Regions from separate parts of the Mus musculus genome. Here region 1 is linked to region 2. Evidence: chromatin contacts called from public promoter capture Hi-C data. All regions are on one chromosome and are shown on one strand. Each heading gives the region's core, a stretch centred on a gene start, on an enhancer-like site or on the middle of the called end of the contact. The rest is flanking DNA. Distances are from core to core; before and after follow the strand shown.

The links. Promoter capture Hi-C pulls out the DNA fragments that hold promoters and counts their contacts.
Region 1: a promoter capture Hi-C map of pre-B cells shows a contact between it and region 2, with 4 times the contacts expected there. The contact joins the promoter of Slc22a18 here to the promoter of Sigirr in region 2. A contact is called at or near these places in 2 of 39 promoter capture datasets (liver and pre-B cells).

What each region holds. Positions count from the first base shown.
Region 1 is chr7:143,472,476-143,475,387 of GRCm38.p6, forward strand. Slc22a18 (solute carrier family 22 (organic cation transporter), member 18) reads left to right here and starts at 1,314. Exons shown (of 11, transcript NM_008767.3): 1 at 1,314-1,362.
Region 2 is chr7:141,098,865-141,102,187 of GRCm38.p6, forward strand. It overlaps Sigirr (single immunoglobulin and toll-interleukin 1 receptor (TIR) domain), which reads right to left and starts at 1,682. Exons shown (of 10, transcript NM_001355055.1): 1 at 1,615-1,682. It overlaps Ano9 (anoctamin 9), which reads right to left. Exons shown (of 24, transcript NM_178381.3): 23 at 3,155-3,267; 24 at 2,355-3,063. The coding sequence ends at 3,036.

The DNA.
Region 1 (2,912 bases), core at 64-2,563, 2.4 Mb after region 2:
GCAGCCAACCCTGCATGCTACAACACCAACCCACCAAGCAAGATGTGCAGATTCAGTGCAAATGGTCTGGGGGTAACCAATCACTCTTGGTTTGGACCAAGTCCTGCTCTACAGCAGGAAATTCATCCCTGGTACTGTGAACTCAGTCAAAATATGGCGTGGGGGGGGGGGGCGGTCATAGGCTCTAGGGAATCTACTCCTGTTGTCTTGCTAAGTGAATGTCATCAAACTCCCTTCTAAATGTTCGTTTGTAGACAAAGGCTAGTGCTGTTCTTAGTCTTAGCCAGGGAAGCTTCTCTGCAGTGAGCAACAGTTGAGGAAGAAATTCATAACTCAGTGCTGAATGAGTGACTGTGGACAGCTCAGCCCTAAATGGGGCATCTGCATCAACCTGACCTCCAAGGTTCAGGGGACAGAAAGACTGTAAGAGCCAGAGGATGGGAAGGAATTCACTGTAGCCATAGCTACCTCAACAAGATCAAGGCAATAGCATCAGTCAACAGTCTAACAAGTGGCACTCACGGAACTCTAAAGTGAAAGAGAGAGGAGAAATAGAGAGAGACAGAGACAGAGAGAATGAAAGAAGAAAGGGGTATATTGGAGGTTATTAGAGGGGAAATGGGAAGAGAAAGTTAAGTGTGCATACAAACAAGATACATTGTATACATGTATGAAATTGGCAAAAATAAACAAATGATATCCACTAAATAGGTCACCTGCACACAGTAGGTACTCAATGGTTATGGATGAAGGAGGTTCCTGCTTCATAGACACATCATTAGGCCCAGGAAATCATATAGGCAGCATCTCTCTTCTTGGGGAAGCTCCGGGCTATCCTGAACACCAGCACACAGTAGTCACTTTCTCTGCACCTGTGGCCATGCTCACACCCCTCTATTTTTGCCCCTAACCCCGCAGGACCCCCTAAGTCTAAGCCCTATCAGGTGTTCTCAGTTGCCTGAGCTCACCCCTATGCCCTGCCACACTGTTCTTACTGCCTGACTTACCCTTCCTACACCTGATACATTGTGCTTCTCCTTAGGACCCCACTGGGAAGCTGCCTCCCAACCTGGCTCCAGATAAGAATCAGCCCTTCCTACAGCAGCCTGGGTTGGTCCCCTTGGCAGAACAGTGGCCTCATGTGAGTGATATTGATCCCTAGAGAAAGCTACTTCCTCTTCAGGAGGTGATCCCAGGTTCTAGGGTTCCCTGTTCCTCTCTAGCCAGAAGGGCAATTTTACCACACTCCCTCACAACCAGGAAGTGCCCCACCCCTCTGGAGCCTGTTCAGAACAAGCACAAAAGCTAGAATCATTCGGCCTGGCCTGCCGGTTCCCCCACAACTGCAAGCTCTGCTTGTGGGTAAGTAGCCTGCTCCCATTGCTGTTTATTATGAACGCTGGAGGACCTTTGGCCTTCCCCAAACTATCCTGAGGCAGTCTTACTCAACCCCCAAGCTCTGCCCCCAAAACCCTGACACCAATAAAGATGTCACCTGCACACTAGGTAAGAATTAACCCCATCAGGGAGCTGACCTGACAGGAACTATCCCTCACTTCTACCCCCATGGACTTCAGAAGGGCCTGGACTCTGGACCCCAGGAGTCCTGAGATTCCTGGCCTCAGAGTCCTCTCCTTTCCATAATCAGCCTCCCTCTCATCCCTCATGGAAGCCCTGGCTAACTGGGTCTCCTCCAACCCTCCGGGAGCTGGGATGGGTTCCTACAACCTCTTGGCAGAGGAACTGAGAACACTTAACATCCACACCTGCAACACATCTCCCATCCCAATTTTCAAGGTGGAATCTACCCCAAGCATACGGCACATACCTGGGGACAGACAGAGCCTTGGGCCTGATCCATTGGTTAGAATGCCAATAGCCATGCCTCTAACTGCCCAGTTTGAGACATGTTCTCACTGGGCATCCCTGGGCACCCTGTCCCAGTTCCTCCCTTTTCTGATCTGCTGAGCTGGGGTGTGCATGCAGCAAAGGAGATCTGATTTTCATGTTGTGGCCTGTGACTTGACCCTACTCGGCTGCAAGGTAGAGAGGTGGGGTGGGCGTGTAAAAGAGCGTCTGGTTTCCTAGCAGTGATCAATCTGTCTGAAGATGAATGAATATGGATAGTACTGGTCAGGGCCAGAGTGTTGACCCTCCAGAAATGTGAGAACAGGACAGACAGGGGGAGGGGCATTTCTATAGCTTCCAGAAGCCTTTTGGTCAGTGGAGAGAGATTTGGAGCACAAGAACTGCCCACACAAGTGTAGTATCACTGTGCCTCTCCTGGCTTCTGCTTTCCCTTCTTCTGGATCCCAGAGCCATACCCCCTCCTCTTCCTCCTCCTTCTTCTCCTAGTCTTCACTCTCCAACCCTAAATGAACACCCTGTGGTGCTTGAGTGGTCAGAATTCCAACTTCCTTGGAACCAGAGTCCAGGGCAGGGCTGAGGCTTAACACTGGGAACCTCGCAAGCCCCGTGGGGGGGGGGGGGGAGCCTCAGGAGGCGTGTCTTGATTGGCCAATGAATGCTCAGAGACTGTGTTGCGGGCTAGCCCAGATCCCAGGGTGGGTGGAGCGAGCTCCGGGGCGGGAGAACTAGCCCTGGTGAAGTGGGAGGACCCAAGCTATTGTGGGGTGGGACCTTTCCGGGTCACTAAGGAAGGGCCTCTATCAAGAAACACCTGGGAGGGCTCATCCACCCGAAATACACCCACTCTCTCCCGGAGAAAGCAGGAATACACCCACTCTCTCCCGGAGAAAGCAGGTACCCGAACCCAAGATGCCTACCTGGGTGCAGCTCGGGGCCCTTGATGGGATGTCGGGCGAAGGCAGTGGGGCCCTAACGGTGGAACCAGGGATAACTTTCTCTCTCTCTCTCTCTCTCTCTCTCTCTCTATATATATATATATATAT
Region 2 (3,323 bases), core at 432-2,931:
TTTTTTTTAGATTTATTTATTATTATACATAAGTACACTGTAGCTGCCTTCAGACACACCAGAAGAGGGCATCAGATCTCATTACAGATGGTTGTGAGCCACCATTTGGCTGCTGGGATTTGAACTCAGGACCTTCAGAAGAGCAACCTGCTGAGCCATCCCACCAGCCCAGTATTGTAACTTTACTACTGTTATGAATTGTAAATTCATAACAATGAATTTGTATCAAAATCAAATTTTGTAGCAAAATTGCAGTTATGAAGCAGCAATGAAAATAATCTTATGAAGCCTGGCTGTGGTGGCCCAAGCCTTTAATCCCAGCACTTGGGAGGCAGAGGCAGGCGGATTTCTGAGTTCAAGGCCAGCCTGGTCTACAAAGTGAGTTCCAGGACAGCCAGGGATACACAGAGAAATCCTGTCTCGAACCCCCCCCCCAAAAAAAAGAAAAAAAAATAACCTTATGGTTGGGGGTCACCACAACATGGGGAATTGTATTAAAGATTAAAGAGTTGCAGCTTCATAACAGTAGCAAAATTAGTTATGAAGTAGCAACAAAAATAACTTTATGGTTGGGAGTCACCACAACAAGAACTGTATTAAAGGAAGGTTGAGAACCACTGTTCTATCCCATACCCCAGCCTCAGGCCACTCTTGCATAAAAACTCAGATGGCCTCAGATATTTGCCTCTGCAGTCTTTTGAAGGCACTCCAGGGCCTCAGAATTTAAATCCCAGCCTAGACCCTCGGATCACTCAGCATTGCCTCCGTATTTTGAGGTTCCTGGAAGGCCCAGGTCCTGGAGGCACAGTCCTTGAGCTATAGGGGCATCCTGTGCTATCAGATGAGTGAGTGTTCTGGAGCTTCGGAGCTCGAAGCCCCAGGCCCGCTCCCCACTTGTGGATCCGGTTTTTTGCTGCTCAGCATCTCGACACCTGGGTGCTGCTCAGCGCTACTCTTGCGCCGCCCCTGTTTCTGGTGTGTGTTGGATCCCCACATATCTTTCTTTAAAGAAAGGAGTGTGCATAAAAGGCCTCGAGGAGACCAATTCCCCGAGTTCATCCAGCTCCTACTTCTTGCCCTTGGTCTTCTGCGGGTGGCGCACGACCTGTTTCCCGGAACTCAACAGGTGAGGCAAGCCGACCTATCAGGCACGCGTGCAGAAGATGGGGACGCGCACGGAGAGCGGAAGCGCGCCGACAGCTAGTCTGGGCGCGCACCGAACGCTGGCGCTCACAGGAGGCGAAGGCTCTGCTAGGGTCCCCGCGAGCCCGGGTCCCTGCCAGCCTCTCACTCTGCTCAGGTGTCCTAGACTTGCTTAGGTTTGAGATACGTTTGTTGGGAGCGAAGGCGAGGTATTACGACCCCTCGCCCGCCTCTACAGGCTTGCACTTAAATCAAGAGGAAGCTATTGACCATGTTGGGCAGAATGAAAAGAGCAAGGCCAGAGAAGGGGACTGGACGCAGTGCTCTCGAGCTTCCGGGCTGAGCGGGAAACCCGTCTGGTTCAGAGCTACTTCCTGCGGGACCATGGCCCCAAGGCTCCTCGGAGCAAAGTGCTCCCAGGTCCTCAACCCTAAAACTGGAGCGGCTCCAGGAACCAGGACCTCTACTCACCTCCGCGTGTCTGAGTCACGACTGCCACCCACCTGAGACTCGCGCGGAAGCTGACAGTTTACCTGTCCGAGGTGCGCAGCGGCGACAGACCCAGCGGCAGGTGCAGCCCCGCCCCGCAGGCAGGGCTAGGGCGGACCTAGTGTCCCGCTTTAAGCCTGAGGCTAGTGCTGGTGAGTGTAGGAAGTTCCGTCCCGGGATCTTCAAACTTCCCGGCTTAGGGGCAGGGTTTGGTTTGACCAAAGGAGCCCAACCAGCGCAACCCGCAAAGGGCCACCCTGCTGACTGTCATGGTGTTTTGCCTCTCCAGCCCAAACTCTTCCTTTTCCTCCAGAAAGTCTTTCTTGATTCACATCCCACTCATAACTGACCCCGTGTCTTCTCTTGCCACTCAAAACCCCAGATATTTGGAAGAACCTTCTTCCATAAGGTGCCCCGCGCTTAGACAAAGAGGCAAAGCCGGGCGGTGGTGACGCATGCCTTTAATCCCAGCACTCGGGAGGCAGAGGCAGGCGGATTTCTGAGTTCGAGGCCAGCCTGGTCTACAAAGTGAATTCCAGGACAGCCAGGGCTATAGAGAGAAACCCTGTCTTGAAAAACCAACCAACCAACCAAACAAAAACCAAAGACAATGAGGCAAACCAAAGAAGAGCCAGGTGGCCCCAGGCTGCCATAATTCATCCCATCTCAATCTAGCCCAGGGAAGAAATAATCTCTAGAAACTGGATCTACATCATGAGGCTCAGAAATCAATACACACAGGTTTATTTTGCTTGTAAAAAGTTTTGCCGCTGTACGGATCCAGGTTAACTGGGAGGGAGGGGATCCAGAAGTTACTCTCTAGGCTTCCCACAAAGCAGGAGGCCACAGAGCAGGATCTGAGGCCCAGAAGCCAGGAGGTCCATGGCTTCCCACAAAGCAGGAGGCCACAGAGCAGGATCTGAGGCCCAGAAGCCAGGAGGTCCATGGCATTTAGGCTAATTTTACTGCATGGGGGTTTTATGAGCAACCTGCAGTTCTATAGGTACTAGGGTCATTCAAGAGTCTCAAGTCAGGTCTGTACCAATCTGAACCGTAGGAAAGTTGAAGCAAACCCCACAGGCACATCTGTGCCGTTCATAAATACCCTAAATATACATGGATTTCAATGATCCCTACATATACAAGTCTCCCGTGGTTAACATATACACATGGGCTTCGTAGGATGCCCATATACACCTACATATAGTCTAGGCCCTCCTTTGATCTTCATGTATTAACATATATGTAGACCATCCAGGATCCTACATATACATGGGCCATTTTACAGCCTCCCTCAACACATACATACACATTGTTATGGATAGGGGCAAGCTGTAGAGGTGGGGACTTATTCCTAGTCCAGGCTCCTGGAAAGTGGCATTTCTCCACCTGCCCCAGGTCGTCTATACATCCGTGCTCCTGGAACTGAAGCTGCAGGAAGGATAGGGTTGGTATGGGTCGGAGGCCAGGCCTGTCCCCAGGCAGAGACCTGCTCCAGCCAGGTGAGCCTCTACATCCCTACCGCATTCTATGGCGAATTCTGTCATACTTCTCCTGCAGAACCTCATTCTTCACTTTCTGGGGCACATCAGGCACAAACCACGCAGCAATGAGTTTGATGCACAGGGCAAAATGCTGCAGGCAATAGGGAGCGTGGCCCAGCAAGGTCAGTGGCTAGGAAGAATCTTTAG